3 separate regions of the Mus musculus genome follow, and all the other regions are linked to region 3. A link is a contact called in public Hi-C and promoter capture Hi-C data. All regions are on one chromosome and are shown on one strand. The core of a region is the stretch at or near the end of the contact, and the rest is flanking DNA. Distances in the headings are between cores, read along the strand shown. Region 1 overlaps Arid5b (AT rich interactive domain 5B (MRF1-like)). Region 2 holds the start of Ccdc6 (coiled-coil domain containing 6). Region 3 holds the start of Rhobtb1 (Rho-related BTB domain containing 1).

The links. Promoter capture Hi-C pulls out the DNA fragments that hold promoters and counts their contacts. Hi-C and Micro-C count contacts between places; a contact is called where the count stands out from the background.
Region 1: a contact with region 3 is called in a Hi-C map of B cells, with 9 read pairs. The contact joins the enhancer-like site here to the promoter of Rhobtb1 in region 3. A contact is called at or near these places in 1 of 484 Hi-C or Micro-C datasets (B cells), 2 of 115 datasets of contacts at active chromatin or transcription factors (acute myeloid leukemia and embryonic forebrain) and 2 of 9 other capture datasets (adipose tissue and liver).
Region 2: a contact with region 3 is called in a promoter capture Hi-C map of liver, with 2.8 times the contacts expected there. The contact joins the promoter of Ccdc6 here to the promoter of Rhobtb1 in region 3. A contact is called at or near these places in 3 of 39 promoter capture datasets (the C10 cell line and liver) and 1 of 9 other capture datasets (adipose tissue).

The regions. Positions count from the first base shown.
Region 1 is chr10:68,245,974-68,250,946 of GRCm38.p6, reverse strand. The region is part of intron 2 of Arid5b (AT rich interactive domain 5B (MRF1-like)); the gene reads left to right. Among named protein-coding and RNA genes, the nearest start is that of Arid5b, 30 kb to the left of the region's middle. Within about 2 kb of position 1,281, at least 207 of the 459 cell types and tissues checked have an H3K27ac peak or open chromatin away from gene starts, as enhancers often do. A contact at or near this core is called in B cells, acute myeloid leukemia, adipose tissue and 1 more, where this site is marked.
Region 2 is chr10:70,094,566-70,098,852 of GRCm38.p6, reverse strand. It overlaps Ccdc6 (coiled-coil domain containing 6), which reads right to left and starts at 1,732. Exons shown (of 9, transcript NM_001111121.1): 1 at 1,272-1,732. The coding sequence starts at 1,553. It overlaps Gm51771 (a long non-coding RNA gene), which reads left to right. Exons shown (of 3, transcript XR_003948903.1): 3 at 4,003-4,287.
Region 3 is chr10:69,209,698-69,214,652 of GRCm38.p6, reverse strand. It overlaps Rhobtb1 (Rho-related BTB domain containing 1), which reads right to left and starts at 1,459. Exons shown (of 11, transcript NM_001252637.1): 1 at 1,278-1,459. It overlaps A930033H14Rik (RIKEN cDNA A930033H14 gene), which reads left to right and starts at 1,555. Exons shown (of 2, transcript NM_001331193.1): 1 at 1,555-1,900; 2 at 2,269-4,891. The coding sequence starts at 1,648. The coding sequence ends at 2,327.

The DNA.
Region 1 (4,973 bases), core at 32-2,531, 960 kb after region 3:
AGGGCCTTTTGACGTGTTTTTAAAAGGAACATTTCTTGTCTGGCAATAACAGTATCGGTGGCTATAAGGGTTGGTGAAGAACTTTGTGAACATGTAACATTTTCATGGAAGTCATAGGTGATGAAATACATTCTCAAGTACTAATAGATTAATGAGAATGGCTACACAGTCGTATAGATTCTGTAAATCTCTTTACTGTCTAGCTTCGTAGTGTGAAATCTGGTACCTGCTTCCATCCTCACTCCAACGCGGTGCCTGCCGTGAGCTGAGGGCTCAGGAAAACCCTTCTGTGCTCTTGATGGAGGATGAGTGAAAAAAAATCCAATAGTAACTTCATGAATTTTGATTTTTGATTGGGCCTTGTGTATCCCCTGGAGTGATCCAGGCGTTCCCAAGGACTCCTGGACTGTCCTTTGAGAATCTCAGCTACAATGGACTGAGCTGTATTTTAGTCGTCTTCTAACTATCCTGTCTTCCTGTCTTGGGTTTTTTTTTTTTTTTTCCTGTGTCCACATGTCCTCTGGTTTTGCTCCATGACTTGGTTCAAATTGATCCTTTTTAAAAATTAAATTTATTTAAAGAAGCAACTCTCTATATTTCATACAACTAGAAAAAATAAACTCTGTTTCCAGTCATTCAAATAACCACAAAATAGTTAAGCCAGGAATTATGTGATATATGTAATACATTTTCCTTAATTGTATCTGTTGTGTACACATATATAATATGCCTACACACATAATATACATGCACACATATCCCTTGACTTTGCCATTAATCAATACATAAGTGAGCCTCATTGACATTCTTTATGTCCTTACCCCTTGTTTCCAATGATACATGCATTGTAGGTGGGTACATACACTCCTGCAGATGTGTGTGTGTGTGATTGTGTGTGTGTGTGTGTGTGTCTGTGTTTTTCTGAGAATCATCTAAATCCATCGCAGCGTATCACACTCTAGAAAACATAAAGGCAGCACATGGCTAACTCTGATAAACCTTTTGTGCCGACCCAGTGAATCCTAGCCATGACTGTAGCCTGCAGCTGATATCATAATCCTTTTAAAGAAAATACCTGTCAAATAGTTGCAGCCCAAGAAGGTTAGAGAAGTTGCTTCCTGTTTCATAGCAACAAAGTCCAGGCCTGGGATTTGAACCCCGGCACCCAGGCTGCAAAGTCACCTACATAGGAATCCTAGATTGCCATCGGAGCCTGGTAGTGACTCAGCACTAGGGTGTGTCACTGTCCTTCGGGGCCCTCGTCGGGTACACAAAAGGAGATGGATCAAATCAAGATGAGTCCACTGAAATAGCTGGTGTCAGCACCCAACCGAGCAGGCTAGGGACCTGACCTGGATGAAACTCTTAGCCTAGAGGGGATTTCACATCTTGAAAGAAAGAAAGAAAGCATGTGCTGTTTGCTTTCTGGTGGTTTCAGTTGCTGGTTTTGGTCTTGCTTGTTCCTTTTTTTTTTTTTTTTTTTTTCATCTCCTTCCTTGTTTTGTTTTATAAGAAAAGATTGAAGTCTAGGTTTTTGTGTTGTGTGTAAATTTTCCAACCTTTATCACATGCGGAAGGGCCTTGGGGGTTGGCTGCTTTGTGACTTCTGGCCTGGATTATCTTTTCTGACTTAGAGAATTCGTGCTCCAGTGAACTGTTTTTTTTGTTTTTTTGTTTTTTTTTTTTTTTTTTTTTTGTACAGTGGTAGAAATCAAATCCTAATTACGGAAACAGTTTAAAGCAATGGTGAAGAGGAAAAGGAGCTAGTGAGCGTCTTAACATGTCCTACATAGCTATTGATTAAACTCTGGGTTAATTGAAAAGTCAGGGTCCATTAACAAAATAACAACGTGTATTTCTTTGTGATCCTTCTGCGTTGTCTGTGAGTGAATCGGGGATATTTATTCAGTATTTATTCAGCACTAATTCTCAGTTTGCTGAGAGCTCATGGAATCATGGCATGAGCTTATTGGAATTCTTTTCATAGACACAGAGAGACTTGCCCAAGAACGGGCACTATGAGAAAGTTAGTCAGCCCTGACTCAGAATAATAAGTATGAACATGTGACAGATGCCATTGTGTGCTCAGAGGAAGGCTTCCCGACACATTTTTCACATACACGTGGGTCGTTTTGTTTCAGAGAGTTGTGTGCTGTTTCCAGCTCTTATCAGATTTCCTCACTTTTAACAATGGTGAAGAGATGCCCTCTCTCTAAATCCACAGTAAAACACAAGGAAGGCTGTGTTCACAATTAACCCCAAGCCAGGTTTTTGATTTATATGTCTGTGTGAATTCCTGCCCCTGCCTCTGTGTGTGTGTGTGTGTGTGTGTGTGTGTGTGTGTATGTGTGTCTAAGTGAGTGAAGGGAGAGTCCAGGGCGAATCTAGAGAGATAATCTTGAAAGACAAGTTTATTCATTAATGACATCATAAGGATTGTATTTTTCTCTTGGTTAATAAACTATTTGTTCGGCGGCTGCTGTACTCCAGCCAGGTCTAGTCATGTCGTTTCTCGGAAAAGATCTGAAGCAACTGGTAATTGAAATGATAATAATCATTTGATCTATTTGAGAATAACACTCATCTCCAAAGTTGTCTATTCTAGGAAGCCTTATTTGGTCAAAATGTTGCCAAATTCCATTTGTGTTCATGTGGAGACTAATATACCATGATACTTAATTATTTTCCAGAACATTCTAAATGCTTTCCCTGGTATGCTCCCTCCTCCATCCCAGAAGCTGTCCCCATATGCTTTGAAACAATACCCAGCCTGGATTTTTTTTTAATTCTGACATTTCATAATCATCATGTAATAGCTATAAATGCAGGACGAGCAGAGGTCTTCTATTTCAAGAAGTTGATGAAATAGTAGAGTTGATTGTGGGTGAAATCAGCTCCTGCAAATGACATTTTTTTTTAAATGTGCCCCACAGCTTATAAAGTCTTCAGGTATTTTCTTGAGAAGAGGACAAAACACAATTTCCACTTTGTCTGCCTTTACGAGAAGTTCATATTTGATCAAGATAAGAGAGGGGATCCCGTTACCCAGTCTTGTGTTCCATTCTTGAGAGAGTTCTTGTGACTGTTCTTTTTAACAACCTTCTTTTTCTCAGAAGCAGTCCTGAACCAGACAAGGAAAAGCAAAATTTACCTCTTACCTTAAAACATTCAACAGAACAAAACTGAGTCCTTCTTACTGTGTAAACATCATTTTAATAAAACTCTTTTTGTTTGAGTTGGAACAGTGCCGGGGGAGTGGTTAGGGTGTGTGTGTGTGTACTGTGTGGTTGTGTGTGTGGAGTGGTTCATGTGTAAGGTGTGTGATGTGTGTATATTGTGTGTGGTGTATGTATAGAGGAGTGTGTGTGTGTGTGTGTGTGTGTGTGTGTGTGTGTGTGTGTGTGTGTGTGTGTGTGTCTGTGGTGGGGAAGGTAGGGAAGAGAGAGTTGTATCTAACAGCAAAATTAGCCAAATTCGGTTGTGAATTCCTTTTCTGTCTAATAGTTCAGAGACATCTTCCTGTTGTTCTTTTGTCAGAACTATTTTGAAATTTTTCTGTAAGCTTTAGGGGTTTTTCAGAGCTAAGCCTTCTTCAGAAATGTTCAGTCAGAGAAAGAGAAAGAGTCAGCTCAAGTTAAACTGTCAAACGCTTCCAATCAGTTCATTTAGAACCCAGGGAGAGGGATCCCTAAGTCTTTTCCAGAGAATCTCTGGGCCAGGGGCCCCCCTTTTTGTTCCTCATAGAGATAGCCACTAAATATCTTGCTGGGCTAATTCTGAGGCAGAAAACTTGTTTCCTGGAAGCAATTAGAGATGCTTAAAATTCAAATTTATGATCCTTGGGAGGAACCGAAGCTTCAACGACTTTTCTTAGATTCAAAGGCGTTCTCACCGCCCTCCCGCCCCCTCCCCCCATATGTATTAAAAGAGAAAAAAAAAAAAAAACTACACTCATTTCTCAGCTTGCAAAGTTTTTCAGAAACACGAGAATGTGTAAGTTGCTTTCAGTGGGAAGCACATAACATTTATGGAGTATTTCTTTGGGGATTACATCACAGTTTTATTTAATTTTTTTAGGACAAAAGTTAAATTCAATATTTGTGTATAAGCCAAGGGAAAATGTACCATAAACATAGGAATTTGGGGGTGAGTCAGAGTTCCAAGAATTCTAGATTTACTTAGGCCATTTATATGAAGACAGGCTAACCATTAGTCATCCAGCCTTATTTTTTTTTTCGTTTGCAATTAATTGCACCTAAAAATTAGCTTTCACCCAAGGAGTTAGATTGGTAGATGGGGCTTTGTGTCTAGCATTAAAAATGCCTGTTAGAATTACTGTCTCCTGATTCTGGGAACCTTCTAACACACAGCAAACACATCATATAAATTATTCTTTAAATAAAGAGGCCTGGAAAGACACTGAGCTGAAATGAGGTCCCTGGGCTCTTCTCCTCCTAAAAGCTACACATAGTATGCTTGTCCAAGGTTAGACCATTGTCGAGCGCGCCCCCAACTCGCCAGCAAGAACGACGCCACAGCAGGATCCTTCTGCACACGTTTATTCAGTCCTATTTCTTCTTTCTCTATATATCTCCCCTGTTTATATCTCTCCCTTGTTTATATCTCCCAATAATAACAATCCTCTCTCGAATAATAATCCTCCCTCTAACCCGGGCCTCTCACTCTTATATACTCTCAGTTCCCATCCACGCACAGCAGGCCACACCACTTCACCAGGCACACAGCTTCAGCTAATCAGGGCAGCAGGGGCAAATCTCCACCAAATTGGATTCACCTGAATCCTGGTACACCTGCGCAGCACTCAAGATGTTTGTGTCTTATATGAGGAAGTCAGGTGCAAGTCATATGACTTAGCTACAGTCCCTGGCGCCTTTAGGACTGCCGCCACACCTGCTCCTAACAATTCCCCCTTTTTTCTTTTTTGGCAGAGAGAATGTCTGTAGATAGCCCCC
Region 2 (4,287 bases), core at 483-2,982, 880 kb before region 3:
TAAGATGCTTTTCTGCAAGACCAACTGCTATTTAGGTTGCAAATCACACTGCCTCTCTAGTGGAGACTGAGACCGGCTAGCTACACAAACCAAGGCAGCCATATAGAAGCCACAGGGCACACACACACACACATATCACTTTTTCTTGGCACAAGGGCAGCTTAAATTTGTCCCGTTCTCGTCTCCAGGATATGATCCCTGACCCACCACCAAATCTCTTTTTCTCCACTGGAAGGGTTTCATCTAATCAGCTGTGTGCAAGCGGCTCTGGCAATTTATCCTCCTTGATTCCTTGACATTTTCTTTCCGTGCTGCTGGCTGGGAAACTGTTTTGATCTGAATAGGGTTGTCTGTGGGGGATTCTGCATGTTAATGATGTAGAGTTGGCAAGGATGGGAGGTGAGAGCACAACGCGTACTTTTTCTAGTTACGTTTCGCCTCATCACCGCTACGGGGGCCTTTCCACTCGGCTACACCAGGAGGCTGATCTCAGACTAATCTTACCCTCTTCCAGGGGAGCCTCGAGGGGCCAGGTAGAAACAGAACAGATGGCCTGTGTTCCCGTCAAGTACCTAGACTCACAGGCAAGTACTCCTAAGACTCTCGAACCAATGAAGGAGACGCACGTACATCCTTGCTCAGCCAGGCAGTCCCAGCGGCCACCCTCCATCCTGGTTTCAAGCTCCAACCCTGTCCCAGCCAGCGCCAGACGTTACACTCCCCACTACTCTGTACCCGCCCACCCTCCGGGCCCAAAAGGACAGTGATTCCGAACGGGGTGCTGGTGTAGCCTCAGTGCCCGCCCTTCCCTTTCCATCCTGGCCAGAAAACTCCACTTCCCGGATTCCGGGCCACTCTCTCCCTCCCCCAGCGCCGGCGATCCAGCAAAGCGCCGTCCTCCTGCCAACTGGGGACCCAGCCCAGTGGCACACCCCGTCTCCCCAACTAACCCCTGGACAGACCCCAGCTTCGTCCACTCACGGGGGCTCCGGAGAGGGTGTCCCTCTATTCGGAGCCTTCAGGCACCCTAGGGTTGAGAAAGTCCCACCCCGCCCCCCCCCCAGCCACGCCGCCAGCCTCTAGCCCTGGCTCGGAGGGACCTCCACCCTAGGCGACGAGGGGACGTTGGGGAGTCTCCCTAGGCACCTCCAACACCTCAAGGGAGGGAGGGCGCTCGTGGCCCCAAGGCCCGCTCTCTGTGCCCGCAGGCCCGCAACCCCGCACGGGGGCGCGCACTCGGGGGTCCCCCCTGGTCCGCGGGGTGCACTCACGATGGTCACGCTGGCTTTGCGCAGGTCGCGGTTCTCCTCCTGCAGCGCCTTGCACTTGAGTTTGTAGGTCTCCAGCTCTATCTTGAGCACCTTGTTCTCCTGCTGCAGCGAGGCCAGGCGGTTGGTGAGCTCCTCCAGGCGGAACGGCGAGATGACAATGCCCCCCGACTTCCCGCCGCCGCCCCCGCCGCTGCCGCCCGAGGTCGCCGAGCAGGACGACTGCATGGCTGCCGGGCCGCCGCCCGCCGCGTCCGTGTCGCTCTCGCTCGCGCTGTCCGCCATGGCTGGGCGAGTGGGCGCGGGGAGCCGGGCGCCGAGGGCCGGGCGCGCGGCGAGTGGGCGCGCGGCGAGTGGGCGCGGGGCCGGGCGCGCGGCGGCGGCGGGGGAGCTGGGGAGCGGGGGAGCTCAGAGCGCGGCGCGGGCGGGCGGCAGGGCGCAGACGCGCGGCGGCGGCGGCGGAGAAAGAGAGGGCGCTTCCCGCGGCCGCGCGAGCTGCTCCGCCAGGGAACAGAGACCCCGCCCGGACTCGGGCAGTACTGCAGCGCCGGGACTCTGGCGCGCTCCGCGGGGCCGTCCCCGCAAAGCCCCAGCCCCAGCGCTCTCCTAGCAGCTGCACACAGACGCTCGAGCCCCCGCCGCCTCCCCGCGCACGTGCTCCCGCCCCGGAGGGTCCCCTGCGTCCCCGGGCCCCAGCCCCCCAACACACACACATACACCGCCGCGCCGCGCCGCCTCTTCCGGAGAAAGGCGGACCCCACGCAGCGCCAGCCCCGCAGGTGCCGGGACACGTGGGAGGGGCAGCCGGGCTCCTTGGGCCACCCCACCCTCCCACCCCCGCTCAGCTGGAGCCTGGCACCTTGGATCGGCGCCGGCGCGCGTGGATCTCCCCCAGGGTGCCCCGTGCAGACCGCGCTTGGGGCTGGGAACAGAAAGTTGCACTGCAGTGGGTCGAAAAAGAAGAGTATCTGTGTGTCTGTCTGTGTGTCTGTGTATCTATTTCTCTCCCTCTCTGTGTGTCTGTCTGTGTTGTGGCATGTCGGCAGCCACAGGTTAGCCTAGCTTGCCACAAGGCCCCGGTGCGTCCAGTTGTTTGAACCAGGCGCCACCCACCTTTTTCTCTTTACCTCCTGCAAAGACTCTGCACCGGTCACGGGGATAGGATTAAGAAACCAAGATTTGTCTAGTTAAAGAAACGGGAGCTTTATTTAATTTTTTTTTTTTTTTAATCTCAGAAGGGTTGAAACAAACTTCAAGTACCAATTTTCCAAAGTAACTGCAGGCACAATGCTAAACAAATAACCACGATTAAGTGAGGGGAACTGTATAACCATTATTATCCGCTGCTCTCCAACTCCTACAAAACTCCAGGAGCTAAAAAATAAAACCGTAATTACTACTGTAGAGAGCCCAGCTTCAAAGAATCAGAAATTCAAATACTGTTAGGCCCCTCCCTCTTAGGAGAGCTTGCTTGTAGGAAACAGGCCTAGCAGGTGAGAAGGGTCTAAACACTTCACCTCCTGATACAAAACAGCTTTCGTTTCTGGGGGAAAAAATGGAAAGTGAAACTAACCAGGCGGGCTTTATTATCCAAGTTTAGTCGACGGAAGAACAAACTCATGGAAACAAAATGCAAAATAAAGGGGTGCGGGATGAAAAGTGTTTTCTGGCTGTCAACTGTTTTATAGTTTTATAAAGCGCTTAGCCATGACTACATGGCTTTCCTGGCTCATAACCTTGTCTTTAAACCAAATTGGATCCAGTGGTTAGACATGTTTCGTCCCCACTGCTAAATAGGAACTGGTCTCACCTCGGAATAACTCTTAACCTGCCAGGGGTGAAACCTTGACCTCAGGTTTACCAAGATGGCTGCCTCTAGTCAACAACCCAGACATGCTAACTTCGGTGAGCCCTCCCACCCCCCAAGACGTCTCCTAGGTAGGCTTGAGTTTAGAGCTAGGAACACAGTCGGTGAAGCAAAATGTAACAATAAAAGTTAAAAATCCAGGGGAGTGCAGGAGAGCCTTTGGCTTTGCTCTCCAGCAGCAGAGCACCAGTGTAAATAATCCTCTGCTGAGGGAGCCACTTTGTCACTGAAGTTTACTTGGCTCCTTGACTTTTGCCATGTTGGGTCTGGGACAGGAGACACTCGGCTCCTTCGGTTACAGGACGCTTCTGGAAAAGCAGCTCGCGGGGTGAGATGGATGGGGTAAGGGGAGCACTGCCCGGGACTGGGGTTTAACTGCATTCTTTCCGCTTTATTCAGGGCAGTCTGGGGTGGGCGTGGCTTCCATACTTCACAAGTTTCTATTGTTCTTTTCTCACCCCACCTCCAGATTGCGGGGTTTGGAGGGCTTACAGCCCTTGGAGCATTCTCTCGGGAGTGAGGGGTGGGGACTAGCTCTCTCCGGTTTATCCCTAAAACTTACTGCCTTGGGAAGCCGACCTGCAGGCTTCCAGTCGGCAGAGGGGTGGAGTTTGAAGTGCCTGGTTTTCTTAAAGGGCCCGTGTCAGGCTAAGCTTGAGAACATCTTGGTCTTCCTTAGGGGAACTACAGTTTTGGCATGGTATCTGTAGTTAATCATCGGCTTGAGAAGATATTAGGAGAAAATTCTCATCTTCTCAAGCTTCCCTGCTGATACAGATGAGAATAAATTGGAGGATTCTTCTCCCCCATCCTGGTTTTTATTGTTACTGCAGAACAGAAGCTTACCTAATTTTCTACTTCTTGTAGAACTGATTCCCCTCATAAACAGACGATTTGTCACGACGCTGGTTCTGTAATAGCATTACAATGGAAACACCAGATACAAAACAGATCGGATCATTGTAAAAAACTCCTCAGCGTTCCAGGGGAAATGAATCAGAAGGTAGGTGGAAGGCTGAGTCCCCTGCAGGAAGAAGGGGCAAGGGAAGATGAGCGCCTCCCGTTGCAGAAATAATGAAATCACCATCACCCTGAGCTTAAGTCACCAGGTTTATGGATAAAGGAAAGGGTGCCTTGCAGTTGAGGCTCGAG
Region 3 (4,955 bases), core at 210-2,709:
TAATATGATAATTGACTGCTTGCTTCCCCTGTGGGGACAACACTCAGATGTTACTGACAGTCCAAAGATTGAGTTTGTCTAATGGGAACCACTGGTTCTCATAGGCGTCCCAAAGATCACTGAAGATGAAATAATACACTGAGTCTCAAAAGAGTGTTTAAAAGTGAACTTATGAGCCTGTTGGTGGCTTATTATCTGCCCTTGGCCAAGCTGAATGCCTCTGGAAGCATGGCATGGTTTGGAGTCTCTTGTATGTTTTTATGGCAGGTAGCACAACCTACAGAGAACCTCATGCTGAAACCCCAGGCTGAGTATTCAGTAGTTTCCCCAAAAGCACAGACCAGGGAGATTCAGTCAGGATGTCTCCTCTGCTTGCTACTATCTAGCGTTTCCCAGCTTTCTGTAACTTATCAAGCTTAATGCATGCCTCCACCCCCAATGCCCCAGCATATGTGTACAGGCAGTCCCAAAGGCGCAGCTCTTGTGCTGACGTGCAAAGCCAACTCAGAACCCTGTGCTTGGCTCTCCCTCCTAACTTTTCTGGCTTGTCTGAGTCTAAATATTGACTTTGCTCCTCCGTTGAGTAGTTTGATATGGGATGGAAACCCCACGGCCAACAGTGGAATCAAATGTTATATATACATTTTTTACACAGTCTTGCCTTCCTTCCACTTTTTTGGGGGTGGGTGTGAGTGTGGATCTCTTCTGTGTCTCTCCCCCTACCCCCTGGCTGTGAACCTAGCTGAACACTTAAGTTGAGGTGTGTGCAAGCCCCTCACAAGGCAGCGTGTATTGTTGGCACAGCAACTCACAACAGACTCCCTAGACACAGGGCTAGGGGGGAGGGGAGGGAGAGGGGCGTCATCGTGCATCCAAAGACACTGCTTGGGGCAGGGCAAACACCCAAGGGCTCAGAGCACCCTGCTTCTCGCGTCCCAAGTTCCCCACCAGAGTCCTTCGAGGAAAAGGCGCCTTTCCCCGGGGGCGCGGCAGCACCCGGCCCTGGTGCAACCGGACTGCTAAGGTGCCTGTTGTACGTGTTGTCTGCCGCTACAAGTTAGGGGTGCGGCCGGGGCGGGTGCTCTTCCACATCTCTTCAGCTCACTCCTCTGGGAGGGGACTGTCCCCCCGCATCCCTTCAGCTCACTCTCGCAAACGTTGCTGGGGGAGGGTGGGAACATGGGCCGGGGTCCCCACCTGCCACCCGCGAGGCAATCGGGAGCTGGTGAGGGTGCTCCGCTGCTCACTGGGACACTCAGCACGACACAGCCACCTACCCTGCAGCCGAGCGAGACCTGGCTCCCTCCGCCGCTCAGCAGCGGCCCCCGCCGCGCGCGCTCGCGGGGACGCCGGGACCCTGCGCACCGCGCGCCACCCGCCCGGCGTGGCACAAAGGCAGCATGGCCCAGCCGCACCCGGCCGCGTCCGCGTCCCGGCGCAGGCCACGGGACTCGTCCCCAGGTCGCTGTCGCCGCCAGCCCTGCCCTCCTCCCGCCCCCTTTCCTGGCCAGGCGGGGCACCGGGCGGAACCCTGCGCCCGGGCACGGAGCGAGCAAAGCGGTGGCGGCCTCCGATCGCTCTCTCTCTCTCCACCGTGACGTGAGCAGCCTTGGCGGCTATTTATAACCACACGATTGGATTTCATTCATGAAACCAGGGCCTGGTGTGTCTGAGCTGTGGGACGCGAGGTGGCGAAGGTGCTGCGGCTGCACGCACACCGGAGGGGCCTGGGCTCCAGGGCCGGGATCAGCGTGCGTCCCGCTACCCCGGGGACCCGGCCTTAAGCCAAGCGGAGATCAGAGCAGGGCAGGGTGTGTGCGAGCTGTCCCCGCGCCCCCTCCCCGCAGCATCCCACCCACTCCCGAACATCCGCTGGCCCTCAGTCCTGGGCTCAGGAAAAGTAAGTTGGGCCACTAACCGGCTGGGCAGCATAGCTTTCTTCCCCCTAGGAACTGACCGGCCGCGGACTCCGAGGGAGGACATTGGCTTTTGTTTCAAAACCGAGCCCAGCTGCTGACTAAGCGCTGCGCTGGCCCAGCCTCCTCCCCTGGGCGCTGCACGTGCGGGCTGGCTCTCCCCCTCCTGGTCACCTTCCCCTGCACCGGGCTCAAGGGGTCCCGGCAGGGGGCGGGGGGGGGGGACGCCCAGCTTTTCCCCCCACCCGGTCCTCCCCACCCCCACCTCCCACCCCGAAATCAGCTGTTTTAGAGAGGCTGGGGGGCGGGGGGGGGGAGCTGAAACTGATTTCGGCCTCTTCTGGGTCTGCAGGAAATCTTGGAAGGGAAAACCAGTTTCGGGGACACTGTGGACTTTCAAGCCGATTGTGAGTTCTGGGGGCAGAGTTCTGGTTACTTTTCACGGATCCGCAGAAGAACTGCCTAGGTGCCTAGGGGTGTCTGGCATCACGCGATGCTCTAAGGAGGTGACAGGGAACTGCAACTAACTTGGCTCCTGTCCGCAGGGAACTTTCAGTCCGCCTTCTCAACTGCCTGTTAGACTGGGCTGTGTAATCCGCTCACTCTAGTCCTGCAACGAGACGAGACAGCTGGCGGATTAGGATGTGAATGCCTTCAACTAGGGATGTGCTACGTTTATAAAACCCTTCTAAAGGCTGACATGGAGCACACAAAAAATGGCCACGCTACATCCTTGGCCTCCATCAGTTCTTAGCTAAGGCCTTGCCAGCATCTCGAAAGGGTGGGAAAGATAGATAGCCGTATTTTACTGTGAGGACGGTTACTTAGGGCTATCCTTCAACTTCCCTTAAAAAAATGAATAGCAAACAAAACCCTCTCTCACAGTAACGCCTCCGTCCCTCCTTTTCAGGAAACCACATTTGGTTTTCTTAGATGGACTTCTCTTCCTCCCCAGGATCTCTGGTTTCCAGTCTCTTTGGCAATTTCCTGCCCCTCCCTTAGATCCTCCCATAGCTGGTCTCCAACTCTCGCTATGTTGCCAAGGCTGGCCTTGAACTCCTGCAACCTCGGCCTTGCAGGTTTGTACCACCAACAGGCTAAGCAAACGAAATGTTTTTAAATAAGAAAATGTTGTGCAGGCAACCTGCGGTATTTAAGCAATCCTTAATGTACTGTTGTGGTTGGAGATGGGGTCATCAAGGCCATAACCTTTTGATGCTAGCAAGAGAAGGAAGGAAGAAGTCAAATTCCCGTGTCTGAGGAGTTCAAGGTGGATCGTGACTGAATATGGTCATTTGCTTGGCAAGGGGTAGACTCCCCTCAGCCTGCTTTAAAAGGACACCATGTTGAAAGACTCAATCAATAGATACTCTCTCCAGGAATATATTAGGGAAAGTTAATTAACCCCGTTGTTGCTAACTAGCTACTTCTCGGCAAGTCAGTTCTTTTCAAACTACCTTGGGGCACCGAGGAATAGAACAGTAACTAAGAAATGGGAACTTAGAAACTAAGAAATATGTATTGTGGCCCCAAGTGCAGCGGGGAATGGCTTTCCTCTCTTTTTTTTCCTTAAGATTATTATACCACCACAACTGATGAGGCAGGCCATTGGAACCATTTTACAGATGGGGTAACTGAGGCAAGGGCAATTTGCATTTTTTCAGTATTGTTAGTGGTTGACTTTTGTGCCCCAGGGTCATCGAGGGCTGGCTTTATTTTATCACTAACCTTTGTTGTAACATCCGGTCCCCTTCAGGTGTCTTTCACTTCCTCAGTCACACATTCAAAAGATGAACCTGCCATAACTTTCGAAAAATGCCAGGCATAATGGCATGCCCCTGTGGTTCCCCCACACTGCCAGAGGTAGAGACAGCAGGATGCCTGGGGCTCACTGGTTCTAAAGCCTCTCTGATTCAGTGGCCCCTAGTTCCTGTGGGGGAGGGGGGAAGGGACAGATCCTAAGGAACAACCCCAAGGTTGACCTCTGAACTCCACAAGTACGTGCACAGGCGAGTGCCACCCTTTACCACCCCTCCCCCCACATGGCAGCATATGCACACACCTGCACATATTTCTGAAGCATCAGAGAGGTTGTAAGAGTAGAAAGACACCTAGTACTGTGCATACTCTTGGGGTGCCTGACCATCTCCTGAGCCCCCCCCCCCCCCCCCGACCATCCTTGTAGAGTGGATAAGGAATGCCTACTAGCCATTTTGCTACCATTTTTGACCTCATGGCATACCTAAACTTGAGGGGGAACTGATCTGGAGAACTTCCAGGAAAATAAATTGCTACTAATGGAGATTTCAGAGACAGCAGAAGAAAAAAAAAAATTACTGGAACTTTGTACCAAGCAAGGACAGGGATGTCAAGAAGACACTGCCATCGACATGCGGGGCCCATGGTGCCCCAAACTTCACACACGGGACCTCTGATTCATGAAGGTGGGAGGAGTGGGCATACAGCATGGACCGTGACCGCCGGCAGAAAAGAGGGGATAAAAGCAAAGCGGATAGCGCAGCTTCACGCAAGAGCTCAGCTGTGCTCCAGCCCACCAAAGAACCAGCCTTCCTGCTCGCTAACACAATCTGCATCATTCACCTGAGATATACAAGGACTGGAGGCCTCACTGGGAATTAGCCAACATTTCTCTCTCAACACAAATTTTCTTGCACAATGGTGATGTTAAACTTGTTATGGTAGGTATTTTAACCAATGATGTTGCCCTTCACACACACACACACATACACACACACACAGCCAAAATAAATAAAATAAAATAAAATAAAATAAAAACACCCCCTCCACCAACACCAAATCAAAACAACACCAACAACCAAAACCATCCCAGACTGGCCACCTCACACGTGCATGCTGATGCACATACATACACAATAATTATAACTTAAAAATTTAAATACCAGAATTTACATATAGAAGTGTTCTTTAATTACCAATAAACTCACTCACTACTGAGTCCTTGGTGTTTGTAATTCCCCTGAAGCCATTAACTATCACCTTCCTGCCCCCATTTCTAGA